2 separate regions of the Gossypium arboreum genome follow, and region 1 is linked to region 2. Evidence: chromatin contacts called from public Hi-C data. All regions are on one chromosome and are shown on one strand. The core of a region is the stretch at or near the end of the contact, and the rest is flanking DNA. Distances in the headings are between cores, read along the strand shown. Region 1 holds the start of LOC108450125. Region 2 holds the start of LOC108478279 (17.6 kDa class II heat shock protein-like).

Evidence for each region. Hi-C and Micro-C count contacts between places; a contact is called where the count stands out from the background.
Region 1: a contact with region 2 is called in a Hi-C map of leaf, with 4 times the contacts expected there. The contact joins the promoter of LOC108450125 here to the promoter of LOC108478279 in region 2. A contact is called at or near these places in 2 of 5 Hi-C or Micro-C datasets (both in leaf).

The regions. Positions count from the first base shown.
Region 1 is chr6:112,633,837-112,636,842 of ASM2569848v2, reverse strand. It overlaps LOC108450125, which reads right to left and starts at 1,320. Exons shown (of 1, transcript XM_017747611.2): 1 at 1-1,320. The coding sequence starts at 642.
Region 2 is chr6:112,226,410-112,229,311 of ASM2569848v2, reverse strand. LOC108478279 (17.6 kDa class II heat shock protein-like) reads left to right here and starts at 1,326. Exons shown (of 1, transcript XM_017780718.2): 1 at 1,326-2,139. The coding sequence starts at 1,553. The coding sequence ends at 2,032. It overlaps LOC108477669 (ankyrin repeat-containing protein BDA1-like), which reads left to right. Exons shown (of 2, transcript XM_017780184.2): 2 at 1-853. The coding sequence ends at 683.

The DNA of each region.
Region 1 (3,006 bases), core at 71-2,570, 410 kb before region 2:
CCACCAAACCGCATTAGACGGTGCATATGTCAAAATCGAGATCCCAAATCCCCTGTATAATCCTTTAGGACCATCTGCATATAGAATTTTCCTAAACGCATCAAGACCATTCCTATATCTACAAAAATTCACATTGAGATTTACATTTTTGCTACTGTTACTGTCATTATATCCTTGAACCATTAGTCTCTGGCTTACAACATCAATTGGGGTCCAAACCAGTTGCGCAGCCATAGCTGAGCTCAACCCAGCAGCTGCATTAGCTAAAGCAGTAGCTGTAGTATCCGAAAATCCTAAACTAACAGTTGCAGTGCCAACACTGCTCTTGGTAACCTCAAGGGCTCCCATGTAAAGTGCCCTAGCTGGGATTGTCCCCATCAAAGAGGTACCAAAACCCCTGTAGAATCCTCTCAGTCCTTCATATCTCATGATGGAGAATGACATTTTAAAGCAAGAAACTTGAGTAGATGAGACTTGTTGCCTAGTTTTCAAGACAACTACAGGGTAAAGAGCAGCTGATACACCTGAAAATAAAGCGGCACCAAGAAAAAAGAACTTGGATTTATCAAGCATGTGCCAATCTATATCTGCTGGGATATGAATCTCTGACCCTGAATCATCCTCAGCTGCACTTAAACTCATCTTCGCCACTTTTATAATATGTTTAGTTCAACTAAGTAAAATCTGATTTTGTTTTTTTGGGTTACCCTTTTCACAATCACCACAGTTAATCACAAACCAACTCAGCTCAAAAGAAGATTATCAAAAAGGCAAAGAAAATTGAAAATTTATGATGGGTTTTTAATCTTATAGTATTTGGACTGGAAAAGAAAAGGAAAAATTATGACTTTCTTTCTATAGTTACTATTAGTTGCAAAATCAAAGAAGAAGAAGAAGAAGAATAGGGGTTTTGTTGTTTTTCCTTTTTTTCCTTTTGCGCAGCCAAATTTGGGATCGAACGTGAATCAGCAGAAATAAGTCAAGCATTTACTCACTATACGAAAACCCCAGATTTTATCTTTGATTCTTACCAGGAAAAAACCAAATCTATGCAACATCTTCAAGACTTTTTCTTCATCTTCTTTTGTCGATAGGCAACAAACGAATGACAAAAACAAAGACAGAGAGAGAGAGAGAACACAGATCTCAAAAGCAAAGAATCTAAAGGAAAGGAAAGGGAAAAGGAAAAGGAAAAGTGGAGTTTACACAGAAAGCGAAATGGATAGAGTTAATAAGAAGGAAATGGAAAGAGAGATGTGGCGAAATGGATAGCTTTTAACGGTAAGAGAGGAAAGAAGGACAAGGGGTATATGGATTTTAGCAAGGGTTTTGGGGGTGCGATGGAAGTGGACACGCGTCGCTTTTCATTTGGGGTAGCTTTATTAGCCTGCTTTAAGGCTCACTTGGTTCAAGCAGCTCAGCTAGTCGACTCACCCAACTCTTTCTCTTGCCACCCGACTTAACTAAAATTCCATAAACAAAATCCCTCCATTGACATCGGGTGGTTAAACTGGTGATTACCGAGGGTATAAAATTGGATACAGACTGAGGTTCCATTTAAATCATTGTTCAGATTATCTCCGATTAAATTAAAAATAATTATAGTGGTGAAATTAATTATTATATTGTTGAGGTTGAATATTACAATAATGATATTAGAATTAATGGTAATTTGTGTGTTTGGCTTTAACCGTAGTAGTAACACTAAGATTGAATCGAAAAGGATCGTTTAATTACAACAACAAATAATGTAATTTTAAAAATTCAAGGGATAATAATTACAATATTTTATTTTTAAATTTTTTTATTTAAATAAAATATTGATTCATATTTGTTGATATTAAGATCAAACAAAGTAGAGATGATGGTGACGTAGTATTCACGAAAGGGTCCTTTGTCATTTGGCAAAGTATAGTAACCTTGTTAGGTAGCTTGATTTACTTAGGTGAATTAGAAGAGGTTTTGGAAGACCCTTAGCTAGGGCTACTTCCCCCGTTCACTACAATGGATGATGAATCCTAAAATGATCCACTAAGAGGCTCCGATTAGTTACCTTGGTGTAACGCCATAGCATTTTAAAACTTCACCCACAAATAAATGGATGGGGAAGTGAAACCCTGCCTCCAATGCATAAAGAGGTAGGTAAGAACTTGGCCTTTGGTCATCGTCTTTGGGGCCATGTAATATCCTTTACTCGTATTCGACGTTAGAATAGGGTACGAGGTGTTACCGGACTTATACTCAAGCAAACATACAAAACCGGGTCATAAAATTTTATTCAAATCAAATTCATTCATACATATGCAAATTGTCCTTTATATGGGCCTACAAGGCCCAAAACATACATTGAGAGTAGTTCAGGACTAAGCTGATAACTTTAGAAAATTTTGGAAAAACTTAGAAAAATTTTCATGAAACAGGGGCACACGCCTGAGTGGAGATAGGAGACACGCTTGTGTGCCCTCGACATGCCCGTGTCCGCAGGCCGTGTAACTCTCTGTTTATGACATTAGCACCAAAATATAGTTACACGGCCGTGTCACACGCCCGTGTGGCTAGATCGTGTGGTTGATTAAAATTATAATTTTTCATAAAATGGTGCAGACTTCACACGGCCTGGGCACACGCCCATGTTTCCAAGCCATGTCCCTCACACGGCCAAGACACATGCCCGTCCGTGTCTTAGCCCGTGTGTTTACTACTGGGCATTCTGTTTTGTAAAACTAAAATGCAGGGGACACATGGCCAGACTACATGCCCATGGGGGGCAGATCGTGCGTCACACATGGCCTAGACACATGCCTGTGTGTCTACCTGTGTGGACAACTTTGAGGCTATTTTCCAAGCCATTTGCCACCCTTAAATGCTCACTCAGTTATACATTTTTGATGGCATGCAACATAGCATATTTAGTCACTCAAATACTCACAATTATGATTAATCCATGACTTTGTAAGGTCAACATATCATATGATCAAACCATCATGCTTTCATATGGCATTCCAC
Region 2 (2,902 bases), core at 77-2,576:
CTGGAGCTCTAAGAGCCGCAGAAATTTTACATTTGAAGACTGAAACAACACCTCTAATTGCTCAAAATGTTGCAACCAACCAACCAGACACAGAATATCAGTGGGTGCAAAAGACTTACAAGAAGGAAGATTGGCTAACAAGAAAACGAGATTCATTGATGGTGGTGGCATCGCTTATGGCAACAATGTCTTTCCAAGCTGGACTAACCCCTCCTGGTGGTTTATGGCAAGATGATTTCACAGGAACAGCCACCGAGAGATCTCACGAAGCAGGACATTCAATAATAGCAGATAAGAACCAAAGCTATTATACTCAGTATCTTGCTGCCAACACAATAAGTTTCATGGCATCGATGAGCATCATCTTGCTGCTGGTTACAGGATTGCCTTTCCAGCGAAGATTTTTCATGTGGATTTTGACTGTGACTGTGTGGATTGCTATCACATCCATGGCCATTACATACAGAATTTCACTTCTTTTCATTACACCAAAATCACAGGAACTAGACGTCACTCAAGTGCTCGATTATGCTCTCAGGGCATGGCTTGCGGTGATGTCTTTTCTTCTTTTGGCTCATACCATACGCCTGACTCTAAATGTTTTCAAGAAAGTAGAATATGTACTAGGGAAAAAGGAAAGGCCGCCGCCGCCATTACCGTACCCAAATAACATCGACTTCTAAGCAATCAGCTCTACTTTATCATCGCATAATCATCATAACTAATATGTATATATATGATTCTATAACCATATGTCAAAGGTTCACTATATGAATGAAAACCCATTTCTGTAAAAAGTTTGGAATAATGGAATTTGAGTGCAAAAGTTGGAAGCTTCTTCCTAATTCATCTATATACGATGACCAGTTTCTCTAAAACATCAAATGAAGATTCATAACACTGGATTCTATAGGCCTGTAGGAAATTTCTATGAAAATGTAGCATGATCTTCACTTGTGGGAGGTGTCTGAGATGGGATTCTTATTATATTAAAGAAAAATGCTTTCAATAAAACTTCAATTAGCTATATCATAACCTTATCTTGTTGAATCCTCAAAGAATAAAGAAACAAGCACTCAGCAAATAGATTTTTAAATGGTTAATAAGAAAGAGCAGCTTAGCTGACTTAGTAAAAGCTCGTCTTTATTTATATTATCAATCCATTTTAGTTTGTTTATTTTGAGCGTGGGCTTGTTTTAAGGCGAATATGGTGCAGAGCTTTGGGCCTAAGAAATGCAGCATAAACAGCATGCAATTTCAAGGGCCCTGGAATTATTATTTATGACCCAAAATAAAGATTGGAAAAGCAAAGAAAATTACAGAACTTTCATTCGTCTTCTTCATAATTCTAGACACAGACAGGACGACATGACATTACAGTTTATTGTTCTCTAGAACTCTCCCCCTACTCATGCTTATCTGCTATATATACGAATCAACTCCAATCCTTGCAAATTACTCTGAAACAAACGTGGATTTTACACATCAAAGCGTCATCTGCAATTCCTTTCCCTTGATCTTTGTCTTCGTCTATATTTTTAGAGCTTGATTCATGGATTTCAGGAACTTTGGGTTCAATTCTCCGCTGATAACAATCCTGGAAGACATGCTGGACATCCCGGAGGAGCAAGAGAAGTCGAAGAACAACCCATCTCGAACCTACGTTCGAGACGCAAAGGCGATGGCAGCGACACCGGCCGATGTTATGGAGTACCCGACATCCTACGTGTTCATCGTGGACATGCCAGGGATAAGCCACAGCGAGATCAAGGTGCACGTGGAAGATGAGAACGTGCTGGTGGTGTGTGGGGAACGAAAGCGAGAGAAAGAGAAAGATGAGAAAGAAGGGGTGAAGTATGTGAGGATGGAGAGGAGAGTTGGGAAGTTTATGAGGAAGTTCCAGTTGCCTGATAATGCGAACATGGATAAGATTTCAGCTGTATGTCAGGATGGGGTTTTGAGAGTGACTGTGGAGAAACTGCCCCCTCCTGAGCCTAAAAAGCCTAAGACCATTGAGGTCAAAGTTGCTTGAGCTTCACATATGTTTTGAGTGGGTGTTTGTTTCAGTTTGGCTTTGGCTTGTGTGAGTTGTAATGACTACTTAAATAATAAAAAAATTATAGTTTGTTTCTTGTTTAATCCCTTGTTTCTTGACTTTTATCTACGAAAAACATTTTGTGCAGCAGAGACTGTTTAATTCATGAACTGCAGAGTAGGATCTATAGTTGCATATTATAAAGAACAAAGGATCAACTGTCAAACTGCTTTCTTTGACTTAGTATAAAGAATTTGTTTGAAGGTCTTAAAAATAAGATCTCATTATGCTTTCCTTAATTCATGAGGAGTTTTCCCACGCTGCAGAGTCCTATTCGGACATCCTTTTTCTCTGTAGATCTCTAATAATTTTTATCCATCATATCATTTAGGCAAATCCTCACCTTAAAGTGATCTTTGGCGGACTCTCCACTTTTATTTTGTCAATTACACTTCAAATTTTAGAGATATGATGAACCGTTACATACCTTTAGCCAATGATTCTACAACATCTTTTAACGGATATTTTAGCTCAAGTGTCTCTGAAAAAAACACCCCTTTCTTGTTTTCCCTTTCTCATATGTTGTGTTTAAGGCTCTTTTATCAAATCTCATTATTTTTGCTATTTGGTGGACCCTTTTGTTTAGCATGCTTATTCGAGCTTTCAATGCACCCCGATTATTGTGTCAACCTACTCACTGTGTGAGTTATACAAGTATCTCCCTTTTCATACCTCGATAGACTTCTTATTAACTATTTTGGCGGACTTTGTGGTTATCATGAGTAGTACTTTCTCGCCATTGGATCACGCCATGGCTTAATAATGGTATTTTGATTTCAAAGAATCGAATAACTCTTTTCGAGATGT